Linked DNA regions of Mus musculus: regions 1, 2, 3, 5, 6 and 7 are each linked to region 4. Evidence: chromatin contacts called from public ChIA-PET, HiCAR-type and promoter capture Hi-C data. All regions are on one chromosome and are shown on one strand. Each heading gives the region's core, a stretch centred on a gene start, on an enhancer-like site or on the middle of the called end of the contact. The rest is flanking DNA. Distances are from core to core; before and after follow the strand shown. Region 1 holds the start of Eif4e2 (eukaryotic translation initiation factor 4E member 2). Region 2 holds the start of Chrnd (cholinergic receptor, nicotinic, delta polypeptide). Region 3 holds the start of Spp2 (secreted phosphoprotein 2). Region 4 holds the start of Dgkd (diacylglycerol kinase, delta). Region 5 holds the start of Arl4c (ADP-ribosylation factor-like 4C). Region 6 holds the start of Ecel1 (endothelin converting enzyme-like 1). Region 7 holds the start of Efhd1 (EF hand domain containing 1).

Region 1 (3,861 bases), core at 1,030-3,529, 640 kb after region 4:
ACCCAGCAAATGTTGATAAAGACACTTGAACAAAGTAGAAGAGTGAGCCTGAGCTGGCCCTTTAGGCTATCTTGCACTAGTTACTTAACCTTGAAAAGCCTCATTTTCCTTAACTATCAGAAAACATGCCAAGATCTCTTTTGCAGAGTTATTAGGAAGAAGCTAGTGGGAAATAGAGAGGAATATAATACATGCAATAGGGACTTGGGGGACAGCTAGAAGAAAAAAAGCGAGCTAGAGAGGGACCACAGCGAGTCCAGTGGGGGCAGGGAAGAAGGAGAACAAAGTAATGGCCTGAGTATGAAGGTGTCCTAATAGAACCTGCTACTTTCTATGCTAACCTAAAAAGTTAGGAAACAAATCCACAGGGATGCCTCTGGGTGGCTGCAGTGGCTAGACTAAGAATGACCACCATAGGCTCATATATTTGAATGCTTAGTCACCAGGGAGCAGAACTGCTAGGAAGGATTAGGAGGTGTGTGGCCTTGTTAGTTAAATAAATAAGTAAAAAAGAAAAAGAAAAAACTTGTCATAAGAGTTGCCCGGCCGGGCAGTGGTGACACACACCTTTAATCCCAGCACTCGGGAGGCAGAGGCAGGCGGATTTCTCTGAGTTCAAGGCCAGCCTGGTCTACAGAGTGAGTTCCAGGACAGCCAGGGCTACACAGAGAAACCCTGTCTCAGACCCCACCCCCACCCCCCAAAAACAACAACAACAAAAAAACAGTTGCCTGGTCATGGCATCTCTTCAACAGCAACAGAACAGTGACGACGACAGTGGCCAACATAACCATCCTTATTCAAGACAGGCAACCTAAAAACTATCTTCTTAGGATGCAGTTTGATTTGTTCCAATAGGAGAAGAAGGGAGGAAGGGCTGCAGGTATGAAGCTAGGTATTGCAGGGCCTATGACAGGAGACCAATGGATCTCTATCCTGCTGGACTCTGCTAATAAGCAAGGTGGAGAAGACATCAGGTCTTTTCTCAAGAAGCAGAGCTCACTCAGCCACCATGAAAACCTAAGGAAGAGCTGGCTGTACAACTGGAATCCCCATCCCAGTACTTCCTGAGTCTGCACCTCTGAACTCACTGTATTGAAAACCTGCAGCTTCACCACCTATCAGTGAGTCCACTTTCCCTTCACAGCTCATGCTCAGCATTTTACACAGTACCTCTAAGTATTGCAGAGCGTGATGTGGTCCTTCCGGTCCTAACCACTACAGAGGTGAGATCGATGGCTCAGACTGGAGGACTTTTGTACTGTCAAACAGCTGGTGGGCTTAAAACTAAAAATGTAGGCCTTTGAATGATAAACCAGATTTGATCACTACAAACCATAGAGAGGAGGGAGCACTGCAATCTACCCAGGGATACAATTCTTGTGAAACACTAACTTAAGTGGGGCTAGATGAAAACGAAAATTACTTTTAAATGCTAAAAGATTTAATCGTTAGGAGGGGAATGTTCTCACCCCCCCATCCCCCACCCCAACACATATTTCTTCTCTGTACTTCCCAACTGTTCGCTGCGGGAATTGGAGATGAATGCAGGGGTGGGCAGCCACTAAGAGTTGAAAGACAGGGACGGGGTGGGGGATGAAGGGAGGGTGGTGGTCGGGGAGGAAGCAGGAAGAATCTCAGATGAAAAGCATTCCGTACTCGAGAGGCCACAGTACTCAGCGCGGCTGCCCCATTACCTCATCGCAGCTGCCCAACTCTACGACACGGGCTCTGTTACCGTCCCCGCTTGCAGAAGACAAAATCGAGGCTCGGAAGGGAGAGGTGACCTTCCCAGGACGCCGAGCGAGTGCGGGAGGGAAGCCGCGTTCAGAGAGAAGGCAGCAAGGCTGCGGAAACACCCGAAGCGCTGAGGTCCCGCCCCTCCACGCCGCCGGCAGCCCGCACCCACCAGGGCGGGGCGTCCGAAAATCTCCTTCCGGGCGGCGCGGCCTCCCCTCCCCCGGCCCGTGCCGCGCCGGGGTCCAGCGGCTCAGGGGTCCCGGCGACCTCGGCCGCGCTCTCCCGGCCCCGTCGGGCCCGCGGGCGCAGGAAGGCTCGGGCTGCGGCGGCCCGGGAGCGAGCGGCTCGGCTGAGGGCGCGCCCGGCCCCGGCGGGAGCGGTCCCGGGGGACGGTTGGGGGAAGGGGCCCCGGGGTCGGCCACGCGCCACTCACGCGTCGAACTTGTTGTTCATCCTCTTGCCGCCGCTGTCGCCACTGCCTCACGGAGTGACTTCCGCTCTACCGGGTCCCATCGCTAAGGGCCCGGCTACTTCCGGTTGGCTGGCGAGGCGCTCAGCGGAACGTCAGTGCTCAGGCCTTGGGCGGGGCCTCTTTCCCGGACGGGTGGCCCGGGACGACAGCGCTTGTTCCGACCGGGGCTGTCTTGGTGTGGCTGCTTGCACTGAGCATTGTCTACGCAGGCTGCCGGCCATCCACTTTAACCTCCCCGTGGATTCCAGGGGGAAAATGTCAGGCATAGTAACCTTTAGTAAATGGTATTCTCTGGCAGTTGATCCTTTGCTCTTGGTGTTTGGAGAGGACGAGAGAGCACTACAAACAAACTTGCAATTCTGGCTCTTGGGAAATGGCAGCAGGAAGATCCAGACCTGCCTAACCAACATAGTGAGTTCGAGGACAGCCTGGGATACATTAAGACCTTCCCTATATATTGGGTGAAGTGGGGGGTGGGGGGAGTCGAACCAGGGTGACAAACTTACTGAGGACCGAGATGGTCTCACTCATCATTGCCTCCTCAACTGAAGTCATTGTCCCCACACTCCTAAGGACTGTCCAAAACCACATCACATACACAGGAATAAATTCCCTAGTTGGTGATGTAACTCCAGAGCTATGAGGCACGCATTTTCCTGACCCATCTGCTGAACATATTACATTGTTAGATGTTTATTTTTAATCACCAGAGAGGAGGGGTAGAAATTGATGTTCGTGCCTGTATTTACAGGTGAGGAAAGTGTCCCAGGACTGGCCCGTGGTTGTCCCCTGGTCACTCAGCAAGGTCACGCTTTTTCTCCTCAGGAAGACCTCAGGGGATCATCCTATTGCCTGGCATGTAAGGGAGGCTGAGGAAGCTCTCCTGTCACACCCAGCCCAGTGGCTTTGGGCCTAGCCTTGCAAGTACTCTGGCTTTTGAGAAGAGAGAGGACGAAAGGAATTTGCAGGGCTAGGAGTCTTTCTTACAGTGTCTGAGATTGGATCAGAGATGGAAATTTGAACCCTATAAAGGAGTGTTCTAGAGAGTTCCTCTTACTCTGGACCCCAGCTTGCTCATGTGAAATGTGGGTCAGGTGAACAGGGCCTTTTTTTTTTTTTTCCGAGACACGGTTTCTCTGTGTAGCCCTGGCTGTCCTGGAACTCACTCTGTAGACCAGGCTGGCCTCGAACTCAGAAATTCACCTGCCTCTGCCTCCCAAGTGCTGGGATTAAAGGCGTGTGCCACCACTGCCTGGCTTTGTTTGTTTTTTATTTTATTTTATTTTATTTTATTTTGAACAGTGCCTCTTGACTATCCATACTGTGAAGAATTTCTAACAATGGGGGGGGGGGAGATAGTAAAACTCAAGAAATCCTTTGTGATCAGTGGGGGTGGGAGGAAGTATTACATTAGACGAATGGGACGTACTGCTGAAGGTACACATTTGTGCTGTGGCATCTAGAAGAACCTTGCTAGTTAAAATGGGTTACACTTTTAAAAATTCTAGACCTCATAAAAGCCAAGACTCTGTACTTAGATCCCACACCCCTATCTCCATAAAAAAAAGGCTTTTTTTTTTCTATCTTGTGTATATGGGTGTTCTGTCTGTGCATATGTCTGCACTATATGCATGGGCGTTTTGCAAAGC
Region 2 (3,723 bases), core at 451-2,950, 660 kb after region 4:
CACACCATGTCAGGGGGCAGGCGCAGGACAGTGATGTTCCCGAAGTCGTTGGCATCCCACTGTAGACGGCTGTCTACCCAGGCCTAGAGGTCCAAAAAGGACATCAGAAGTGGATTCGGCCACTAACCACCCTCCCAGCGGTCCCCACTTCCCCAGGGAAGTCTAAACAAAGCCTGAGAGTTGGGACAAAAGAAATTTGGAGGAGATGGATAAAGAACTAGACTCAGGCCCGTCACAGACAGTTGTGTAGGACATACATTATACCACTAAGGGGCACAATTTCCACGCCAGACTGGCTTGTTTCTATGCCGTGAACCTCTATCAGTTCTGATATTTTGATTTGAAAAGTGACTTCCAATGCACACCAGAGGTGGTGACTCTGTGCTTTAATCCCACCTTTAGTCCCAGGGCTTGGGAGGCAGATGCAAATGAATCTCTGTGAGTTCAAGGCCAGCATGGTCTACGTCATAAGTTCTAGGTCAGCCAGGGAAACAGGGCTAGGGAACCCCATCTCAAAACAACAACAAAGCAAATCGGGACACAGCGGCAATTTTAGCACGGAGGAACCCCAGCCTTCTAGGACATGTCCTCGGAGCTAGTAGAGGCCTCAGTGGAAAAGGGCAGTTGGGTTCTCTGTAGTCAAGCTCCCCCAAAGGTGTGTCCATAGGAGCTTGTGGTCCCCAGCATAAGTGAGCACCAGGGGACCTGGAACCTTCGGCAGGGTGTCCTTACATGATCTATCCACACGTTGGTGGTGAGGGTCTCCTCCACTTCTTTCTGTAATCAAACAACAGGGTTGTAGCCAAAGGTTCCCATCTACCTTTCACCCAAACTCAGTCAGCAGAATCTAATCTGCCTGGTTCCCAGGGACCACGGCAGCTGGAAGGGCCAGGGTCTTCTAGAGCAACAGATCGAGGTGGATCAGCAGACTACGGAAGCGAAGGGCAGAGGCTGCTGATGTGAGTCCCGGGGGAGCACAGGGATAGCTTGACAGTGGCAGGCAGAGCTGATGGCTTTGGGTGGCTAAAGGCCCGTGGCACCATCTGGCACAAAGAATAGTCATGCATGTCTCCCAGAAGAGGAGCTAGCTGGTCAGGAGCCTTTGAGCAATTGTCCCTTCTTGCCATCCTCTCCCCAGCTCAGGCTATCCCACGAAGGTCTACTCACCAGGGAGATGAGGTTGGAGAGGGTGAGACTTAGGGCGACATCCACTTTGTCCTCCTTTCGAGCCACCGGCCGCAGGTCTTTGTCGTAGCCCTTCTCATTGAATAGGTGCTGGATCAGCCTTTGTTCCTCATTCAGGCCCCAACTGCCTGGGAGGGCTGGGGAGAGGGGTAGGGTGCTGGTGTTTGGACCTAGGAAGGAGCCTTCCCTGTGCTCCTGCTGGGGCAGCCCTGGGCTGGGCAGAGCAGAGGAAAGCCAGCTGCTCCCTGAGGGTGGGATGCCTAGGGTTAGAAAGGGCAGAGTGGGAGTGGGAATTAGGTATAATGTTAGGGAGGCGGTGGCCCAGGTGGGCATAGAAGGCCCCCAGGAAGGGGGTTATGTCATCCTTACCACACACAACAAGGGCAGCCAGCAGCCCCAGTGTGAGCACAGGCCCTGCCATCCCCCACCTCTGACTGACTAGGGTTTGTCTTCCCTTCAGCCTGTTGGCTGTGGAATGAGGCAAGCAAGGGGACAGGTGCTGGTGGTTTAGGGGTTTGGAAAGAAGAGGCCGGAAACGCAATCTGATACTTGAAAGCTGGTGATGAGGGGGTGGGGTTTGCCAGTTAGGGCAGGAGCCAAGGGCAGAACGAAAAGATCCCAGGCAGGGATTGTCACAGATTGTTGGTAGGGTGGGGCCTGGTGGGGTAGGGTGGCAGAGGGTGGGGGGCGAATCCTCTGTGTGTGTGTGTGTGTGTGTGTGTGTGTGTGTGTGTGTACACCTGTCACAATTGCTTCTCTCTTTCTACAGAGGGTTCTGAGGTGAAACTTCTTGTACAGCAGGCAACTGTTACCTGTTGAGCCATCTTGCTAGTGCTCCACCTGTACTTGTGTATTTTTTCCCCCATCTTTAAAAATATTACCTCTAAGCTGGGTGTGGCAGTGTATGCTTTTAATCCCAGCACTTGGGAAGAGAGGAAGGATCTCTGAGTTCAAGGCCAGCCTGGTCTACAGAATGAGTTCCAGGACTGCCAGGTTGTTACACAGAGAAGCCATGTCTCCAAAAAACCCCAAAGATTTATAAATAAATAAATAAGTAAATAAATAAAATCCATCCATCCATCCATCCATCCACCCATCCACTCAGTGTGTTTCTGCGCAGTTTGTGGCATGTGTGGAAGTCAGAGGAAACTTGAAGGAGTTAAATTTTTTTTTCCTTTCACATGGCTCGGCAGCAGGTACCTTTATTTGCTAAGCCACCTTACTGGCCCATTTCTTTTCTTTCTTTAATTTGAACTGAAGTCTCCTCACCGTTCCTGCATCTATGAGTAGCCAAAACCAAAGGGAAAGAAAAGGGGATCCACTGGGGCAAGGAGGGTCGTTTCCACACAGAGTCAGGCCTGTCCGTTGTAATGACTGTGGCTAGAAGTCAGTGGTCGGGATAGATGGCACTAAGAGTATGCTTAAGAGAATACAACCCTCAAAGGTGCCTGGGCACCGTGATCTGCTTCTATCTAATAGGAATCAGAAAGCCAGAACCGTCAGGCATGGAGGGAGGAGGCCATCTAGATGTCGGGGAGACTAGCAATGGGGTGAAGGGATGCCCATAGGGTCTGACAAGAGAGGAGCCGACTGCAGCATGCACTGGCAAGTCTGAGCCTATTCTTTGTTCTAAGCAGAAGTTTGGAGGTGGCCTCATAAAGGCTTGCTTGCTTCCAGGGAGAGGACAATACTGTCACCATTGTCTGCCAAGGTGCAGTGGTGGCTGAGCTCTTTGTACTTCATGCTGGACCTTGTCAGCTTCCTGATGGTGTCTTTGGAGCAGACATTGATCATTTTGCTCATATGTGAGGGTGCAGGGGCTCTCTTAGAGACCCAAGAGATGAACCTCAGGGCATCCTTCTTGCTGTCATTGGTCTCATAGGTTGCATCATTGAGGGCAGAGTGGCAGCCTGGTCTGGCAGGGTCTTGTCATAGGTTTGGGCCATGTCGCCTGCTGAATCTTTCTGCTCTGCTCCAGGATGGTGTCCGGGTCCTCACTCAGGCAGAGAAGCACAGCTTCTCTCTTTGCTCCCCTTGGCGCGGTTGACTTGCGTACTAAATCACTTGCACGTCACCGATCACCTTGAGGTAGCCATACCAGAAGCTACGGTTTTGAAAGGGAGAGGGGGACACGGAAAGCCACAGAAGGACTGAGGCTCTGGAGCTGCTGCTGCTGCTGAAATCCAGCTGATCTCCTCCACCTTATTTTTCAAGACAGGGCCTCTTCGCTGAACCTGGACCTCGCCTGGAGCAGCTAGAGTGGCCAGTGAACGCCCGAGGTCTGTCTGCTCCTCACTGCCATGCTCCTTAGCTAGGGCTGTGGTTTACAGGTGTACTCTGCCCCTGTGGCTTTTACCTGGGTTCTGAGGTCTTGAACTCAGATCCATATGCATCAAGAACTTTACCCACTGAGCTATCTCTTCCAGGCCCTGGTTTCGTATCTTTGTGTGTGTGTGTGTGTGGGGGGTAAGGGGTGCTCTTATTTTGTAGCTCAGGCTAGCCTAGAGCTTACTATGTAGCTCACATTCAAACTCAGTG
Region 3 (3,735 bases), core at 747-3,246, 550 kb before region 4:
GAAGAGCAAAAGTGGCTCAGGAACAGGCAGGCATGGGGTGGGCAACACAGAGACAGCTAAGTGCCACACTAAGCATCTGCTAGGATCACATCTGTGAGTGGCTAATCTTTAGGTGCCCGGGATCAGGCCCATATGACTATACCAAGATGGCCACATGTCAGATTATGTTGTGTCGGCCGTGGCTCACTGGTTACCTGTCCACAGTGTCCCAGGTTACTTCTCTCTGAATCTGTCCTTGTGCTCCTATTCAATGAACTGTTTCGTTCTGTAGTGAGCAATGGCTAAATTAAAAATGATGTAAACTATAGATCTGCAAGTTTGGCAAGGAGCTATGGGTTCTACAACATTCTAAGAAGATTGCATTCGGTGCCAACGGAATGTGGCCTAGGTGCTGGCATGAGCAGGGTGGGAGGGAGAGGCAGCGTCATTCTGATGAGGCTTTCTTCTAGAAGCAGCTTGACCTTTGGCTAGCAGCTGCCTACACCTGCCTCTAAGTGCCTCCCCACCAGCGTGCTCAGTGTGAACCCTGACAGTCAGGTGCTGGGTGGGGCTGGCAGCTCACTCTAGCTCAGTCTACACCTTCACAACCCAGTTATCCAGCTAGAAAAGGCAACCAAAGCAATGAAATTTGCTTTGCATTTGGGAGAAAGAAAACTTGGAACCAGTGTCTGCAAAAGGGGACCAAAGGGACATGTTTTACATGCAGTTGAGCTGGGAGAATGAAGTGTGTATGCTGTTGAGGAGCAGAGGAGCAGCTGAGTGTGAGAGGAGCAGCTGAGTATGAGAGGAGTAGCTGAGTGTAAGTAAGAGGTGGTAGCCTAGAATAGGGTGGAAAAGGGAGCAGCCAGTAGGAGCGGCCATGTGGCCTCTGTGTGGAGGTAGTGGCTGCTGACCACAAGGCTCTACTCATGTCTCCATGAGCTTGTCAGTCCTATTTCTTCTTCATGTCTGTCCCTACCTCCCTGTTAGCCCAGTTAAGCCTATAAGAAGACAGAGAGACTCCTCAGGGAGCAGGAAGGAGAAAGGCCTCTCTATGATCCTGTTCTGCTTCCCCCTCACTTTGGCCACAGTGAGTCACAGCAAGCCCGAGATAATGTCTCTTTCCCAAGTTCTCTAGGTGATCGGGAAACAGCACTATCAAGTCCACCAGAGTGGGTGGGTTTCATGGACTCAGAAGCCAGCGTTTCTTTCCTATAAACACTGGTAGCCCAATGCTGAGTGGGGAGAGAGTCTCTTTCTCATTAGGCAGCACCTCCCAATCAAACAGCATCACAAGGACTTCTGGGATCTTCACCCCAAACCAGGACACACACAGAGAAAAGCCGAGGTCAGAGGGAAAACACAGAGGGAAGAATCAGATGTCCCAGGAAGCTTTGACAGCCTCGGGACAACAACAACAACAAAATGTAATTAAATCTCTTCTCAGTCCAAAAAGTCAGCATGGAAGAGGACAGACTGTGATCATTGTAAACAGAAGAATAATCTACTCAACAAAGTAGGTGAAGTCAAGACGGGGGCGGGGGTGGTAAAAAAATGGCTCAGGGAGGTATCTCCATTCACTTACTCTCTTCAAGGAGCTCCGGGTCGCCCGAAACAGGTAAGGACTCAGGGACTGCGAGTTCACCTTTGCCACTGAGGCACTGAGAGCTTCCTGCAGAGAGGAAGGGTCGTAGTCGTACACCGGGAAACCTAGACAGCAAACACACAGGCCACAGTGAGAGAGAGATGAGGCACCGAGAGGGCTGTGATCACCTAGGGCAGGTGGCCAGCGGTGGCATGTGTCCTTTACCTGTGGCACACCAGTAGTGCATGCCCAGCACCAACAAAGCCAGCGTCTTCAGCATTGCCTGCTCCATACTGAGAGGATGGCGACCCAGAGTCAGGGAGACGGCCTCTCTCCAGGCTTCTGGATGACAGCTCTTTCAGAGGGTGGCTGTCTTATTCTTGTCACCTGTGACCTAGCTGCCCTGGCTGGCTGGAGCAATCTGGAACCTCAGTAGAGATGATTGATTCCGGTGTCAATATTTACTGCTGACTTTTCCTGTGGAAAAATTCCAGACTGAGGCCACTTTTGAAGTTTGGACCTCTCCGAGGGACTTTATCCCACAGCAGGAGACATTCAGAGAGGCTTGGGTCTCCCTGTATAATGTTTATCTTCTCTCTTTGCATTTTGTTCTTTGGGGGAGGGGACATAATTGTGGACTCAACAAAACGGTGACTTTAAAGCTTGTGCATCTAGTCCTTTCCCAGGTCCTCAAAATCCTTCACCCTCCACCTCTCAATGCCAGAGTCCTCCCTTCCTAGAGACTGCACTCACGCGGAGTGATTTTCCTGTTGGCTTAGCTCTGCCTGCCACCTCCACTACAGAGGCCATGGTTCAGAAACCACAATGGCCGTGTTTGTGATAGGGAGAGTAATGAAGCATGCAGCGGATGAGTGAGTGTATGAGTGCACCAGGTCTCACTCAACTGTCTTTCAGGTCTTTCATTTGAAGCTGGCGCTAACTTCTGGTGTATAACAAGTACCCAGAGCGTAATACCACAAGACAATGACCACTGGAATTTGTAATTCCGTTACTTTTAACCTGGTTTGAACTCAATTCCATTAGAGTCTTCCAGATTGAACTAATGTCACCATCTGGCTCCAAACGCTCTGGACTCATTAAATGAACTGCAGTAATAAAAGCAATTGCAGATGAGCGGAGGAGATGAAGGGAACAACAGCATCCTGTTGCCAGCACTGAGCTATTGATTTTGCTTGACGTTTGCTGGGGTGAGGGAGGGGGGGACCACTGCATTTCTCAGATTCTCTTGGCTATAATTAAGTGTTAGCACCAGGCGTGCAGGGTGGGCTCTGATGGAAGCTAGAAAGCAATGACTTTTAAAATGCCCCTGCAGAATTCCATCATGTCTTGTAAACCCAGAAGATTAAATATAAGCCATCCAGTCACGCTCATGCTATGGTGATTTCTTGTTCTTCCTCCGGTTTGCAGAAATGTGTGCCTCCATCATCCCAGTGATTTTCTGCTATTCCAGCCCCCAAATACTCGGTCAAAGTATTCAAAATTGGGTGGCAGTAAGTGAAGCATTGTATAGCCCTGCACACAGTCCCTGGAAATTTATATAAAGTACATCACAGACCATTTAACAGGAGTACCTGGGAACACACTGAGCAAGAACCGATGGGCTATGGCTGCATCGTAAATGAAGATGCATTACTTTCCAAGGTCATTTCCTCTTTCTCATCCTCCCCATCATATTATTTGCACTGGGGTGGGATCACTAAATTTAGAACAAATGTAAAAATGGAATCTTCAACTGATCCCTAAACCACGAACTTCACAGCTGCCTTCTGATTTCTTATAGCATCACGATTGCTAAACTGAGCTCCGTCACTAAGAGTCTGCTTTCTGTCCTCATCTCAGTATTTCTGGGTTCTGGAAACGTCAGTGGTGCCATCAGAATAGGCATCATGCAAAGACCCCAGATAGCTTCAGCACCACCTAGGACTTTCACTGAAAATGTGTACCTTCCAGACCCACCCAGAAGGACCCAACAGAGACTCCAGAGAGAGGACCAGTTGCCTTTATTTGACAAACCCTTCTCCCACCTCTCTTTCTCTCTCCCCCTTCCTCTTCCTCTCCCCCTCTCCTCCTCCTCTCCCTCTCTCTCCATGTGATTCAGATCCACACCCATGCCTGAGAAATGAGAATACATACAGAACAGAGATTCTCAG
Region 4 (3,440 bases), core at 174-2,673:
ACCAGAACAGCTGGTATAGCAGCTATTGTTTTTGTCCAGAGGAAAGGCAGGGAGACACCTCCTGACCAATAAAACTCTGGACTCAATGCAATTTCGGAGGAGTCCACCGTCCCCACCGCGATCCTGGCCTTCACTCACCATTCCCCTCAGTCAGAGAGTCTGATCTGCCTCACACCACTACCTATCTTAAGGACCAAGCACTAGGAAAGGGCATTTCCATTAGTATCAAGGCTCCTTAAACTTGTTCCTGGGGCTGTAATTGTTATAGCTAGAATAACACAGGTGTTAGGTCCCGTGTGCTGAATGACTTGGGTACCACATAACAAATGGACCACGTCAGCACCTAAATGGCACCCCAATCCCCAACCCCGGCAAGTAACAGAGGGTGGCAGATGATCAAGCAAGAAATGGTTTTTCCAGTAAAGGGTAACTAACTGGCCTCGGAGGAAAAGCGCACTGCAGCAGGATGAGCAAGCCCGTGCCAGCCGGAACTGCCAAGGCTGCCCCACGGTGGCAACCTGCTAGCCACCACCTGTCCAGCCACCTGCCTGAGGAAGCCCTTCCAACAAGGAGGGCTCACCTCGGCAAGAAACCATACGCAGTTTTCAAGAGGAACCAGAAAGGAAAAGCAAAGGGTGCAACTTTATTCTTAGGGAAAGACAACAAAAAGGCATGTGTCTCTCTGCACTGCAACCCGAGCGGCTGGAGTTCTCCACGGAGAGAGTTCTGAGCCCAGCGGGTGAGGAGTCCCGGCTTTCCCAAGGAGGGAGGAGGGTGAAAGGGAGGAAGAGAGGGAGGGAGAGAGGGAGAAGCGGCCACTACACGCGCATCCCTTCCCTTTCGGAACATAGGGGTGAGGACCCCGCAGCGGGCTGAGCAGTGGAGGGAGAGCCTGACGCAGGTGAGTACGGGAAGCTGCACCCGGTGCTCAGACCTACAGACCCCCCAGGCCTCGGGGAGCACGCGCCTGCGGCCCCCGCAGCGGTCCCCGCAGCGGCCCCAGCAGCACGCCGGGCCTCGGTCTCCTCAGCGGCGGCGCCCACCTGCGCCCAGTCCCCGCAGACCGGTCCCCGCGGCCCCGTCCTCGCGGCCCGGTCCCCGCGGTCCGTTAAGCCGCGGCGCGCTCGGCCCCGTAGCAGCGACCGCAGGACCTCGGGCCCGGCAGGGCCTGGGCGGCCGCTCGCACACGGTCACGGGCCTCGGCAGGGACCGCGGCGTGAGGGGCGCGCGCCCGGCCGACGCCGCGGGCTCACCTTCTGCCGGATCTGGCCCGACGTGGACACCTTACGGATAAGCTTCTGCGGGGAGCCCGGCTCAGCCTCGGGTTCACTGTCGGACGACTCCTCAGGCGGCGGCGGCGGAGGTGGCTGAGGAGGACCCGGCGGAGGGGCGCCCGCCGCCGCCGCCATGCTGCCCGGCCAGCGCGCGCGCCGCGGGGGGGCGGGGCGGGGCGGGGATGGGATGGGCCCAGCGCCTGGGGCGGAGCCTGGGCGGGGCGGGGCCTAGAGGCCGGCCGCCCCACCCCACCGCGCCCCCATAGGCAGTGGGCGCAGACGTAGGCTTGCCGGGCCCTTGCTGGGTTGTTTCGGCCTGACCCATCTCTTTCCTTCTGATGTCTTCTGTCGTTTTCTTCTTGGAACACAATTTCTAGTTTTTGTCTCTGAGTACACTGTTTTATCACTCATACCCGAGTGTAAGTGATCTCTAGGAGGCCGCTGGACTATGTTGGTGAAACAGTTTACAGAGTGCGTGAAAGTACACCCAGAGGGAGAACTTCTGTTAAGGCCACTGTTAAGGAAAGATGGAGAACCGGGGAACCGTGTTGTAGGCAGAGGCTAGATCTGTGCAAAGGCCCAGAGGCAAAAAGAAAAAAGAAAGGAAGGAAGGGATTTAGAGGGGCTTAGAGGGAGGAAAATGGGACTAGGACAGGAACTGGAGAGCTTTGGGATCGAGGCTCTGAGGACCAGATACGGGATTGGCCTTTTCTGCTGAGACCTGAGGGCAGCAAGAAACCCGGTTGGAGTTGGGGGAGTAAAGAGGTAGATAAGCTGAGCCTGGCTGGGTCACAAAGCGGAGGATCTATGAAGTATTAAGGCAAATAGGCACTCTGAATTACTGGCTGGGGCTGAGAGATAGAGAAGGGAACTGAGATTCAGAAGGGAGGGATGGGGTACTAGAGAGACATAGCAGAATGAACTCTGAGCCAAAGGAGGACCCTATGCAGTTAGAAAAGGAGTGGCTTCCGTTTGGAGTTTTGTTTTTTTGTTGTTTTGTTTTGTTTGGGCATATTGAGATGGAAAAGGACTTGGGGCCAACCAGGACAATGTGCTACCTTCCTGCTCTGCTCTGCTCTAAGAGGCAAGTCAGCAGAGGACCACCTTGGCTATCCCTTCACCCTTTCAGAGGCTGCTGCTGGAGACCCACCAATCAGCAAGCTTTGGGCCTCTGGACAACTGGACAACTCATTCTAGTGGCAATACAAGTCAGATACCACCAGGAACCACAGGAGGTTCCTAATCTGGCACAAAGATGAGGCCAGGATACTGACCTCCCAACCAGTACAGAGGATGACTTTTGTGAAAAAGATCTGAGATGCCTGGATGAACCAGGACACACTCCACCTATGCTGTAGCCACTGGCTACATACAAGTACTTATATTTAAATTCCTATTAACTAGTACCAGCCTAGGCTAAAGAATGACATTTAAGAAAAGAAAAGAGAAAAAGAAAAAGAAAAAGAACCAAGCTGGGCAGTGGTGGTGCACGCCTTTAATCCCAGCACTCAGGAGCCAAAGCCAGCAGATCTCTGAGTTCAAGGCCAGCCTGATCTACAGACTCAGTTCCAGGACAGCCAGGGCTACACAGAGGAGACCCTGTCTCAAAGAAAACAAAAACAACAAAATTTCAGTTCCTCAGTGACACTAGTCAACATTTGCAGCACTGAATGGCCTCATATGGCTTGGCAGCTACCATAGTGTATGTACTTCTAACACAGACAGATTCTATAGCACTTGATAGTGACAACTGCCCATACTGAGCTCCTGTGCATGCAGGATGAAACACACAGCCCTCAGCCATACCCCACGAACCAAAAGGAAACGGAGCCCCTGCCATGGAAGTCTCAGGTATCACTCCCCTAAGGATGCTAGGGAGGCAGGATGTGAACTCAGACCAACTGATTTCCTCTGTCTGGGTACTACAGGGTTGGTCTCCCAGGAAGTCAAGGCCTGGGGGAAGTTCATAAGTAGAGCATGGGCAGAGAGGCAGAGTGTATGTGGCCGAAGGAAGTTTCCCATGAATCATTACTGAAGTCTTGACCTCTGGGCCCTCAGAATGTGACAGTATCTGTAGGGTGGGTTTTTAAAAGGTAATTGTGGGGCTGGTGAGAAGGCTCAGCAAGGAAAGGTGCTCACTCTCAAGGCCCATGACTTGGGCTCAAT
Region 5 (3,519 bases), core at 203-2,702, 850 kb before region 4:
TTGTGCCCCTGTTTTTTTTTGGGGGGGGGGGGGAGGGGGTGCCCATTGGAAAGCATCCCAGAACCAATGCATCACTGATCTTAGGCAGGCTGTCTGCACTGAGGTCCCCTTAGCAAGTACCAGCACACAGACCTAAATTTCCTCCTCTAGCAAGCTGGACAGGTAATCTGAGTGGACCTTGCCAGCACCAACATCCATCACCAGTCCCTGGGCTTGAGTCTAGCTGGTGGAAGCCTAGACTGGCTTTTGGAGTTGTGAGAATTAAAAGATGGAATTGAACAGGTGTGATTTTTCTCACAGGCTTTAGTACAAATGAAATCATGTATTATAACAGCATTAGAAAGGAAGGTTCCTCTCTCTCTCTCTCTCTCTCTCTCTGTGTGTGTGTGTATATATATAATTTTTAAGATCACAAATGATAAGCATTTTTATTTTCTTTCCCTGGATTACATTTGCAACCTTTTCTGACCCAGAAGCCTGACCTACACAAATGTAAACCATTTTCCCCTTGGCTGTCATCTCTAGTTCCCATCATCATCAAACCTGTGTCACTCATAATCACCCCCCCCCCGACTTCCCTCCACATGCAGAAATAATATTCATTTGCTACGTTTTACAAGGTAGGATAAAACCACTGAATGGAGTCACGAAATGGAACCCAGAAAATATGTATTTGTGACTCATCACACCACCAGCTCCAAGCTAGCTAGGGTCTTCTAGTGACCTAGCTTTCCTGAAGCCTGGTCAGGTGATTTGGACCTCCCCCATCCCCTACCCTCACCCCATCCCTGGTAGGTTCTCAAGGTAGAATGACAAAGGTTGCTTTAAGACTAACCTAATCTGGGATGTCAGCAGAGTGGAGGGGGTGGGGAAGGGGTGGGGAAGCATAAAGCAAGGCTCCAAAATGGGTGTCTGAGAAAGAAATGTCTGGAGTTATCTAGGCAGGTGGGTGGTAGGTAGTCTTAACTGAGCCTCCTGGGCACACCCTAGACTTAGGGAGCATACGCATCAAGGAAGAATAGGGACCAAGACACTAGGGCACCAAAGAGCGTGAAACCACGCGGTGGAAATGGATTAGGAGTGGGCAGCAGCAGGGCTGCAGGCTCAAGGAGGTCAGCTCCTCTCCTCCGCCCTCCTGCGTCGGTGCCGCAGTCTCACCGCCCTAGCCCTCTGCAGTCGCTGCCTTTGCCCGGCCAGCTGCGGGCTAGGCCCCGGGCGGGGGTTCCGGAGCCCGGAGCTATTTTTAAAAGACGCGTCACCGGATTGGGGAGGAAGAGTCCGCGTCCAGGCCCACAGTCGGCGCGCGGCCGGCGGGAAGGGTCGCCTGGGCGAGTTTCGAACGATCGGAGCGCGCGAAAAGACGCAACCGACCGAGAAGACCCCGCCTGACCCCGGGAGACCGCGGGGCGTGGCGGGCGAGGGGCGTGGCCTGTGGGCGGGACTAGAGGGGCGGGGCCGGCGCCCTCCGGCCGCAGCAGGCTGGTGGCGGCGGCGGCGGTAGCAGCAGCGCCTAGTACTGCAGGGACAGCAAGGCAGCTACGCTAACTCGGACGCCGGGGAAGCCCGCGCCCCGCCTGCGCCTTTGCGGCGCTCCCGGGAGCCGGAGCTAGAGCAGCTCCGAGGTGCGCCGAGACCAGAGGCTGCTGCAGAGCCGCGGTGCGGGAGAGCCGCAGGTCGAGCCGGGCTACCGCGCAAGGCGCAGACATCCTACACCGCGGCGTCTGTCCGTGGCGGCTGCGCGAGAGACAAAGCCTCCGGAGAAAGATGCCCGCGGAGCACGCACCAGGCGGGCCAGGGAGCCGGCCCCTCCGAGCCTAAGCGCGCCTGGCCGTGCGCCGCGGGGACGCCGAGACCCCACCGGGTCCAGCAACGGGCGGGGCCCAGGTGCGCCCGGCCGCAGAGGGCCTGTGACTGCTCGGGGGGCGGCGCCCTCCCGCCGCAGCCGCAGTCGCAGTGGCCGGCGCCGCAGCGAGGAGCCATGGGCAACATCTCCTCCAACATCTCGGCCTTCCAGTCTCTGCACATCGTTATGCTGGGCTTGGACTCGGCCGGCAAGACTACGGTGCTCTACCGGCTCAAGTTCAACGAATTCGTGAACACTGTGCCCACTATCGGCTTCAACACCGAGAAGATCAAACTGAGCAACGGCACTGCCAAGGGCATCAGCTGCCACTTCTGGGACGTGGGCGGCCAGGAGAAGCTACGGCCGCTGTGGAAGTCCTACAGCCGCTGCACGGACGGCATCATCTACGTGGTGGATTCGGTGGACGTGGACCGGCTGGAGGAGGCCAAGACGGAGCTGCACAAGGTGACCAAGTTTGCGGAGAACCAGGGCACACCGCTCCTGGTTATCGCCAACAAGCAGGATCTGCCTAAGTCGCTGCCGGTGGCCGAGATTGAGAAGCAACTGGCGCTGCACGAGCTCATCCCGGCCACCACCTACCATGTCCAGCCGGCGTGCGCCATCATCGGCGAGGGCCTCACCGAGGGCATGGACAAGCTCTATGAGATGATCCTGAAACGCAGGAAGTCTCTCAAGCAGAAGAAGAAGCGGTAATGCGCTAGAGCAGCGATCTGGAGCAAGGCTGAGCGAGCAAGCCAGTGAGTGAATGAATGGACGTCTGGGTTGAGCGAGAACCCGCGAACAAAGACAACGAACCAAAGCGATGATTCGAATTTTTAAAACACGATCTCTGTATCCAAATACAGGACTTGGAGACTTAAGCCGGGTGTGGAGGCTGCATAGCCACCCATCTCGTCACCTGCCCCACCCCCCCACCCCAGCTCAGAGGACCTTTTGTCTATAATGCTTGAGCTACCGGTGGGATAGGGTGGGGGGGACCGGTGGGGAGTGGACGTGAGGACGCAAGGGTCCCGTGGTGTGCCCTCTGGCCCCAGGTGGGAAGCTTGGATGTCAGAGAGACAAAAGCGATTTCTTCTTGCTCCAGCAGGGCCAGAAGTTCAGACTGCCCAGCCCCCACTGCGGGGGGGAATCACGTGTGAGTTACCTGAGGTATGCAGTTCACACAGAACCCTGGGGGGGGATACCCGAAAGGGGACGGGTAGGCGCTGGAGTGTACTGATGGGAGGGTGGGGATGACCGCTCCTTTCATTCTGGAGCTATGGAAACTGAGTAATTTTATGGCACAGGGCAGGTCCCTGTTGCGATTTCATTTGTCCTACTCTGGGCCCAAAGGAGGTGGTGGTTTGAGGCCATCCAGAGGACTGCCTCGGACCATGCGGCAGCTGGAAGGCCCAGGATGCTGTGTTTCTGGACTTGGCTGGGAATGGCCTGGAAGACGCCACTTTCCAGGGGTGGGTGTGTGTGGTTTTGTTGAGAACTGCTTTTCAGCCTGGGATGAGACCTCTTCCAGATGGCCTAGGCCCTGTCCGTGTGCAGGTCATTCTCTCGTAAAGAGACCAATAAAACAAAGAACAGAAAAACCATTGGAGGTGGTGGCAGTACAGGTGCTTAAAGGGTGAGGGTCTCGACATTAATGCTGTGTGTGTACGCGCGCG
Region 6 (3,506 bases), core at 716-3,215, 700 kb after region 4:
ACTCAGCTAGGAATGGCCCGGTCCTGTCAATCTAATCTTCATCGGATCTGGGAGCACGTAGCAACTGAAGGAGAATCTCTGAGAACCTCAGAGATCGATGGAGCAAGATAGGCAGGAGAGAGAAGGAGTGGTTCTCTGAACCCTTTCTATGGACAGCCTGACCACAGGACATGTCAAGGTGACAAGGGCCTAATGGTCAAAGGACCCAATTCTAAGCTTATTTCAGCACTCAGGGTTCAGTGTGAAGTATAAGGTGTTGAACAGAACAGGCAGCTGGGGAGGCCCAATCCGCCTGGCCAGCCTGGCCGGGAGACAGATGAATGGATCAATGGTAGTTGAGTGTGTGAGTGGTGACCAGAAGAAGAGCTCCAAGGACTGACCCCAGAGGAGAGAAGCAAATAAAGGGACTGAGGACCAGGGTCCCTATCCTCCTGTGGATGCAGAGGAAAGTCCCCGGGGAAGCAGGTTTGCCTCTGTGCCTTGCTGTCGGAGTAGTCGGCTCCTTGAGACAATATCCATTTTTATATTTCTTGGAAATTTCACGGCATTCATTTCGGGGAAAATAAAAGCTGTCATTGCCGGAGAAATGATACCAATCAGGGCCTGAAAAGGCTGGAAAATTATCCTCCAGGAGATGGAATGTTGAGGGGAAAATGCAGATTAAAAGCACAAAGAGCCACTCTGCCACCGCCCTGCCCTCCCCTCCCCCCTCACGGAAACACGGCATTTTTGCGTAATTCCATCGCTCCTCAGTAGAATTAATTGGACCTGAGAAGAATGCATGGGGCAGGAGAGGACCTTAGGATGGTCAGAATGAAAGACAGTCCTGTGAGTGGGACTTAGAAATGGACAGACTGGACAGGCAGGAAAGTGGTAGAGGTGGCCACTAAAGGCTAGTGACTGGGTAGCTGACGATGAAGAACATCCGGAGGGGATGGCGACGGGATGGTGGTCGCTCTCCGCAGTCCCACCTCAACATGGGTTCTATCACATCGGTCTTCACCAATGTCTGAAACATTGCTTAGGCCAGGGCTGCAGGCTGGAGCCACAAGGTTGGGATTGCTGGGGCTGTGTGGTCCTTTGCTGGGGATACCAGAAGAGATGGGTAAGTCGAGGCAGAGAAAGCAGATTCCTGAAACAGTAGCAGTCCTTCAGAAAGCTCCCAGGTCTCTGTCACGTGTGGGCTTCACCTTGTGGGTACAGTGGAGAGGTAAAGATGATTCTGTCTCTTGGAAGGAGCGAGGTCCCCAACATTTAAAAAGCTAGTTCAGCCAACCGGAATGGGTGGAAGACTGGACAAACTCACCCTGTGTAGTCCCGTGAGGGAAGTGGAGCAAGATTCCTCCCTCTCCCCACCCTACCATCCTTTTCTAGGCCTTTCTATGTGGGTCTGGGACTTCCTGCCAATGATGTCAGGAAAACCTAAGGTTGAGGAGGCCACAGCCTCAGCCTCTACTTGCAACCTCCCCAGGAGAGCTAGGTAAAGGGTCTTGTACCAACCAGAACCCAGATGGGGCAAGCAGGAGTTAAAAGGACAAAGAAGTCTTGGTGCTGATGGCGCCTGGCAGAGTGCTGGTCCAGATACAGGCTCTTCACCTGCCCATTGGAGTCCTCCCTGGGCTGAGCTTCTGTGGGCTCGGCCCAGACTTCCCTCTGGCCTCCAGATCTCCAGCTTCAGTCCCTTTACCGCAGACTGGTAGGTGGCTCCAAGTGGCTCATCAGAAGGGACCGTGCTTCCTCCTCCCGGGACAGATCTGGACTCCGGAGTCCTGGAGCCAGAAGCTGGTGCATCACTCTCAGGAGCGTTATCTCCGCGGTCGCCATCCCCACCTCCGCACTGCTGGAGCTGACAGGTAGCCCAGAGGGAAGCAGAGAGAAGGAGGGGTGCAGGGGGCGGGAGAAGGAGGGTGGAGCCGCCGGCGCGCCCCCTCCTTCGGGGCTGGCGGGCGGCGCGGCGCGGCGGCAGAGGCGGCGGGCGCACGAAGAGAGCCGCAGCCAGCCCAGCTCCTCTCCGGCTGAGGCCGGGATTTGCTCCCGACCCCTCCCTCGGTCCTCGCCCGGCCCAGACGCGCACCTGCCGGGTAAGTGTCATTCGGGCCCGCCGCCTCCGAGGACATCATCACAGCCACCTCCGAGGCCACCGCGGCTGCCGAGCCGAGCTTCTCGGCTTTGTCTCTGTCCTCCCGGCTCTGGCTCCAGCTGCGGCTGCGGCTGCGACTCCAGGACTCGGCTCTCAAGCTCCGCTGACTGCGCCGCGCGACGCAAGAGATTGAGCTCAGGGCTGGCGCAGCAAAGGGGGTGAAACTTCTCCCAACTTTGGATTCTGGGGAGAACCTGTTGACGACAGGGATGGCCCGGGGCGTTGATGGGTGGCAAATGATGAAACCAGTCTCTGGTTTTCCATCTGGGCCGTCGGGGTTGGGGAGTCGGGTGGGGGAAAGATGGGGAATGGAGAGGGCTGCTGCTTGGGGAAGGGACTTGTGGGCTTTGGAGCCATTGAAGAGAAACAGCCAGAGGGTGGCTTGAGAGTGGTCCTGCAGACTTCCCCGAGGACGAAGTTTGGGTGTCTGGTCGCTTTTAGTTCGGAGAACTGAAGGAGGCTTCAGGGTCCGCAGAGAGGCGCCCCTGACCACACCTCCTTTCTCCGGCCTCTGCTTCCCCCTCCCCCACCTGGCTTGTCTGGAGAGGATGATGGGCAAGAAAGGCAAAGACAAGGGAAACAGGTTGTCAGTGAAGCCCCCACTTTGTGCCCGGTGCTCTTTGGTTTTGTGTCCGAGCATCCTTACTCTGTGGTGAGCTTGTGGAGACCTGGGTAGGCAGGTTAAAGGCTACTATTCCAGTAAGAGCTGCTGGCAACTGAACCCTTCTTTCTTGGTTGACGGAGTGAAGTGGGATCCTTGGTTGTGGATCACAGGTGGCCTCCATCTTCTTAAACTAACTCCCACCCTTTGTTTTCTGGGTCCCCTCACTTTCCAGGGCCTCTCTGAGCCTGCTAATGTTCCCTTCCTACAGCTGCGACCGAGGGCCATGTGGGCTCCGACCAGAAAGCCCGCAGACAGAAGCAGCCTATAATCGACCAAACAAGGGGTCTGCAGCCAAAGCCTCGGCACAATGGAGGCCCCGTATTCCATGACAGCGCACTACGACGAGTTCCAGGAAGTCAAGTATGTGAGCCGGTGTGGCACCGGGGGCGCTCGAGGGACCTCACTGCCTCCAGGCTTCCCGAGGGGCTCAGGGCGCAGTGCTAGCGGGTCCAGGTCTGGGCTGCCCCGCTGGAATCGACGCGAGGTGTGCCTGCTGTCGGGGTTGGTGTTTGCTGCCGGCCTCTGCGCCATCCTGGCGGCCATGCTGGCGCTCAAATACCTGGGCCCGGGAGCGGCGGGCGGTGGCGGAGCCTGTCCCGAGGGCTGCCCCGAGCGCAAGGCCTTTGCACGCGCCGCCCGCTTTCTGTCTGCCAACCTGGACGCCAGCATCGACCCGTGCCAGGACTTCTACTCGTTCGCGTG
Region 7 (3,736 bases), core at 716-3,215, 590 kb after region 4:
TACAGAATATAAAACCCAAAGAAAACCACGGGGGCGGGGGGGGGGCAGGATATGTCAAACCACGGTGCCTTCCCTGGCTTTTCCACCATCACCCCAGTCTCATTCTCTACTCCCAACCCTACCTTCCTTAGCTGCCCAAACTGCACCCAGAGAAAACAGTGGCTGGGAGCAGGGTACTGAGAAAACAAACTGCCAGAGAGGCAGCAAGTATTGAGGTGCTCTGCAGACCTCGGGAGTAGTGGAAGCAGTGATCGCCATAGTGCCTTTAAATAGAACCTCCTTGGTGAGGGCAAACACATTCCAAGCACTTTAAAGACGCCCAAGCATGACCTGGCCACTTTTCCGGTCCCGGCCGAATTCTGGAAATAATATTAATAGCTTAGTGAGGCGTTTTCGGTGTACAGACTACTTCGTGGCCTTAAAAGGCAAAGGAGGGGTCAGTGAGACAGCTTAGCTGGTAAAAGCACTTGCTACCAGGTCTTATCACCTGAGTTTGATCCCAACCCCTGCGTGGTGGAGGGAGAGAACTGATTCTCACAACGTGTCCTCTGACCTCCACGAATGTGCCATGACACTTCCTCATGCATACACACTCACCGTAAATAAATACATGCGGTTTTTCGTTCTGTTTTGTTTTGAGACAATGTCACTATGCAGCCATGGCTGGCCTCGGATTCAGAGATTACCTCTGCTTCCCAAAACCAAATGTTGGGATTAGACGAGAATGTCACCACATCTCGCTTAGAAAGAAAAGTAACGGGGGAGGGAGGGGAAAAAGCAGCAAGAGTCATTACTGCTTTCCCTCTTCAAGTGGGGAAATGAGGCCAAAGAGACCTCTCACGTGACAGGCCACCTACTGGGTCTTTGCATGACCTCCTCTTCTGAGGGGTGATGAGGCTCCAGCAGCACCCTAGTGACTAGTGGCAGGCACCAGTTCCCAGCCAGAGGCATCTGCCATTCACCGGTTAGAAGAGTAACTGACTAGGCGACGCTCCCAGGAGGCTCCTGCGCCAGCCACTCCCCCCACCCCTCACCCCCCGCCCGCCCGCACTGGTCTAGGGACGCCTATGTGTCTTTCGAGTTTAAAGCAACCTTGTTCTCAGCCTTCCTTCATTTCTCGCATCCCTTACTGAAGACGTGTGTCAACTGTTTCCTTTGTTTTATAAGATAAAAGACAATCCAGCTAATTTCTCCCTTGAGGGATAAAATTAAGGCTGGCAGGTGAGGTGCGCCCCGGGCTCGCTTCCTAGAAGTTGCTCCGGGAGCAAATCTCTGGATCTGTGGGTGGAGGAGGGTGCGGGACCCGCCCTGGGGAGTAGGAGACTCAGGGAGGGGGCTTTTGAGTAGGACCCTCTGAGCTCCGCCGGGGTCAGATCCCCAGCCTGACGAGGTTCCCCATGGCGCGCAATGAACTTGATGCGCACGATCTGGCTGCACTTGGCCAGATGCTCAGTGCACTCCTGAACGCCTGCACCTCCTTCCTCACTGTCCCACTCGCTGCGCGGCCACCCCGTGCCCTGTCTCGGATCCCCCGTTCTTCGGGGGCGCAGGACGAGCGCTCACGTTTTGAACATCTTCTCCAGATCCTTCAGGAGGCGGCGGCTGAACTCCGGGAACTCGGTGTAGGGATTGAAGACCTTAGAGCGGCCCGGCCGCGCTGTACCCTGGTGGATGTCCAGCCTGCGGCTCAGCTTGAGGTTCAGTTCGGAGTCCGCGCTGGCTGTGGGCGCCCGGGCAGGCGGTTCAGGCTCCGGGTGCCCGGCTGGGGCATCGCAGGGTGCAGGCTGGGGGTCGCCCTGGTCGGTCTCTGCCCGCACCTCAAGTCTCAACCGGCGCTGCAGCTTGCAGGCCAGCTCCTCGCTGGACATGATGGCGGGTTGTGGTGATGGAACTGAGGTTCGCGATCCGGTACGGGGACAGAGAGTTGTGCGCTCTTTGCGGGCTCGTGGCTTTCTGACGCTCGGTGGAATCGCTCGGGGCCCGGCGGTTGAAAAGAACCGTGGGTAGGCGGGGCGGGCGGGGCGGAGCTGCGGCTTTAAGGAGGCGCGGGTGCAGTAGGACTATCTACTGGACAGGGGACAAGGGAGTGTCTGCGCGTCCTAGGGGTCGCGTTTGCCTAAACCTCTCATAAGCTGAGACTTGATGCTAATCCGTCCCCCAGTCCAGACATGGACCCTGAAATCAACTCTTGCTCTTGCCGCCAGAATCCGCCCTTTGGGAACTGGTGATCCCCAGGGAATTGGTTGCAAACACTGGGGAGTTAAGTCTGGCAACCGTTCAGGCAGTTCCATTCTCTTCCAAAGCGCTCCAACCAGGGAGCTCGCGGCCTAGGACCCTCTGAGATGGGAGAATTAAGCGTGCCTGGTAACACACCCACGTGTGTAGCGAGCAGTCGTCGCCCTAAGGCCCTGGAGTAGGAGATGCTCCTGGCAGTACGAAGGTGCCTTTCATATACCATTGAAATGTTTCCACAACAATCTAAAAATACTAGACATAAATAAAGTGAGAAAAATCTCCTGATTCCCGGGAAAAAAAAAGGGGGGGGGTTGTCTTGTTAAGGGACCAAATGTGGCAAGTATCTTGGCTGTATGGCTTTTTTTTTGTTTGTTTTGTTTTTTTAATGTGAGAGCCACCACTGCGGAGAGTGGGGTTAGAAAAGGCTTGAAAATAAGGCAACTTTTGAAACAGGAGATTGAAGTAAAAACAAGTAGAGCCGCCGTCATTCTCCCTAAGGAAGGATGTGGTGCAAATGAGGGTTCCCTCAGCCAAACATGGAGAAGCAGCTGTAAACACAATAGTGGCTGCACTGGGGACCAGCTTTGCTCCACTTGTTTTGGGCCACAGACTGGGGAGTGTGTGTGATGAGCCCGGTGGTGTGCACCGCTGAAAGGCATGAGTTGGTTGCCTGCACATCTTAGGGGGCCACAGGGAAAAATCAGAGCCATTGCGTGCTCTCATGAAAACGTAATTCGATTAGAATTCGAATAGCTGGGTGTTGGGGTACACGCCTATAACTCCAGCACTCAGAAGGCTTAGACAAGAGAATTCCAGGGTAGGAAGCCAGCCTGGGGTTCACAGCAAGACCCGCTGCTTCGCTGCTTCGGAACAAAGCAAACAAGAAATTAACACAAGAAATTAACGGGGGAAGGGTTAGGGGGAAGGGGGAGCTGGGGGGGGGAGCTCAGAGGGCTTAGCATAAAAGAGGCATAAAAGAGTTCAATCCCTAGCATCCACAAAGTAAAACACACCTTTTAAAAAGTGGTTCAAGAAAATAAGTCATTAAAAATAAAGGTACTTTTGGTGTGCATGGTGGCTCATATAAGCCTGTGATTCTACTTGGAAGGTTGGGGCAGGACTCCGACTCTAGCAGCTTGGACTGTATGTCTATATTTACACAGTAAGACCCTCTGCCTCAAAGATCAAACATCAAATAAAACAGTTATAAGGGGAGGGGGTAACCATGAGGGGTGAAGCTCAGTAGCAGCCCTTCAAAAACATGGGTTCAAGTTTTAAGGTGGTGTGTACGTGTGTGTGTGTGTGTGTGTGTGTGTGTGTGTGTGTGTGTGTGTGTTTCTAAAGCCATAGGGAAAAGTATGTTGTGTGACAAAACTTTTCCTGAGGAGACAAAACACACTCATCTACTCTTCCTAGATGGGGAGCCCTCAACAGACCAGGTATCACCAAAGTCCAACTTGGCAAACCAACCAGTTTTACTGGGGTCACTTACAGGAACAGA

Evidence for each region. Promoter capture Hi-C pulls out the DNA fragments that hold promoters and counts their contacts. ChIA-PET counts read pairs in DNA pulled down with a chosen protein or histone mark. HiCAR-type assays count read pairs that join an accessible place to other places. Capture Hi-C pulls out chosen DNA fragments and counts their contacts.
Region 1: a contact with region 4 is called in an RNA polymerase II ChIA-PET map of memory CD8 T cells, with 20 read pairs. The contact joins the promoter of Eif4e2 here to the promoter of Dgkd in region 4. A contact is called at or near these places in 5 of 39 promoter capture datasets (cranial neural crest, embryonic stem cells, liver and 1 more), 3 of 484 Hi-C or Micro-C datasets (the G1E-ER4 cell line and embryonic stem cells), 7 of 115 datasets of contacts at active chromatin or transcription factors (the 230-238 cell line, embryonic forebrain, extraembryonic endoderm stem cells and 4 more) and 2 of 9 other capture datasets (adipose tissue and macrophages).
Region 2: a contact with region 4 is called in a promoter capture Hi-C map of embryonic stem cells, with 4 times the contacts expected there. The contact joins the promoter of Chrnd here to the promoter of Dgkd in region 4. A contact is called at or near these places in 3 of 39 promoter capture datasets (cranial neural crest, embryonic stem cells and liver), 2 of 115 datasets of contacts at active chromatin or transcription factors (pancreatic cancer cells and stem cell-derived neural progenitor cells) and 1 of 9 other capture datasets (adipose tissue).
Region 3: a contact with region 4 is called in a promoter capture Hi-C map of liver, with 3 times the contacts expected there. The contact joins the promoter of Spp2 here to the promoter of Dgkd in region 4. A contact is called at or near these places in 2 of 39 promoter capture datasets (both in liver).
Region 5: a contact with region 4 is called in a promoter capture Hi-C map of liver, with 5 times the contacts expected there. The contact joins the promoter of Arl4c here to the promoter of Dgkd in region 4. A contact is called at or near these places in 1 of 39 promoter capture datasets (embryonic stem cells), 1 of 484 Hi-C or Micro-C datasets (embryonic stem cells), 5 of 115 datasets of contacts at active chromatin or transcription factors (bone marrow-derived dendritic cells, embryonic forebrain, memory CD8 T cells and 2 more) and 2 of 9 other capture datasets (adipose tissue and liver).
Region 6: a promoter capture Hi-C map of embryonic stem cells shows a contact between it and region 4, with 4 times the contacts expected there. The contact joins the promoter of Ecel1 here to the promoter of Dgkd in region 4. A contact is called at or near these places in 2 of 39 promoter capture datasets (embryonic stem cells and stem cell-derived epiblast-like cells) and 2 of 115 datasets of contacts at active chromatin or transcription factors (both in embryonic stem cells).
Region 7: a contact with region 4 is called in a HiCAR-type map of astrocytes, with 2.9 times the contacts expected there. The contact joins the promoter of Efhd1 here to the promoter of Dgkd in region 4. A contact is called at or near these places in 1 of 39 promoter capture datasets (embryonic stem cells), 4 of 115 datasets of contacts at active chromatin or transcription factors (astrocytes, embryonic forebrain, pancreatic cancer cells and 1 more) and 1 of 9 other capture datasets (liver).

What each region holds. Positions count from the first base shown.
Region 1 is chr1:87,212,332-87,216,192 of GRCm38.p6, reverse strand. It overlaps Eif4e2 (eukaryotic translation initiation factor 4E member 2), which reads right to left and starts at 2,279. Exons shown (of 7, transcript NM_001039170.1): 1 at 2,174-2,279. The coding sequence starts at 2,193.
Region 2 is chr1:87,188,574-87,192,296 of GRCm38.p6, reverse strand. It overlaps Chrnd (cholinergic receptor, nicotinic, delta polypeptide), which reads right to left and starts at 1,700. Exons shown (of 12, transcript NM_021600.3): 1 at 1,555-1,700; 2 at 1,168-1,322; 3 at 733-777; 4 at 1-83. The coding sequence starts at 1,606.
Region 3 is chr1:88,405,271-88,409,005 of GRCm38.p6, reverse strand. It overlaps Spp2 (secreted phosphoprotein 2), which reads right to left and starts at 1,996. Exons shown (of 8, transcript NM_029269.3): 1 at 1,790-1,996; 2 at 1,565-1,689. The coding sequence starts at 1,856.
Region 4 is chr1:87,851,270-87,854,709 of GRCm38.p6, reverse strand. It overlaps Dgkd (diacylglycerol kinase, delta), which reads right to left and starts at 1,423. Exons shown (of 30, transcript NM_177646.3): 1 at 1,254-1,423. The coding sequence starts at 1,409. It overlaps Gm19582 (predicted gene, 19582), which reads left to right and starts at 411. Exons shown (of 2, transcript NR_136921.1): 1 at 411-739; 2 at 852-1,363.
Region 5 is chr1:88,700,124-88,703,642 of GRCm38.p6, reverse strand. It overlaps Arl4c (ADP-ribosylation factor-like 4C), which reads left to right and starts at 1,452. Exons shown (of 1, transcript NM_177305.4): 1 at 1,452-3,519. The coding sequence starts at 1,979. The coding sequence ends at 2,557.
Region 6 is chr1:87,154,595-87,158,100 of GRCm38.p6, reverse strand. Ecel1 (endothelin converting enzyme-like 1) reads left to right here and starts at 1,965. Exons shown (of 18, transcript NM_001277925.1): 1 at 1,965-2,081; 2 at 3,013-3,506. The coding sequence starts at 3,112. The region is part of intron 3 of Gm33292 (a long non-coding RNA gene); the gene reads right to left.
Region 7 is chr1:87,262,582-87,266,317 of GRCm38.p6, reverse strand. Efhd1 (EF hand domain containing 1) reads right to left here and starts at 1,965. Exons shown (of 4, transcript NM_028889.3): 1 at 1,564-1,965. The coding sequence starts at 1,868.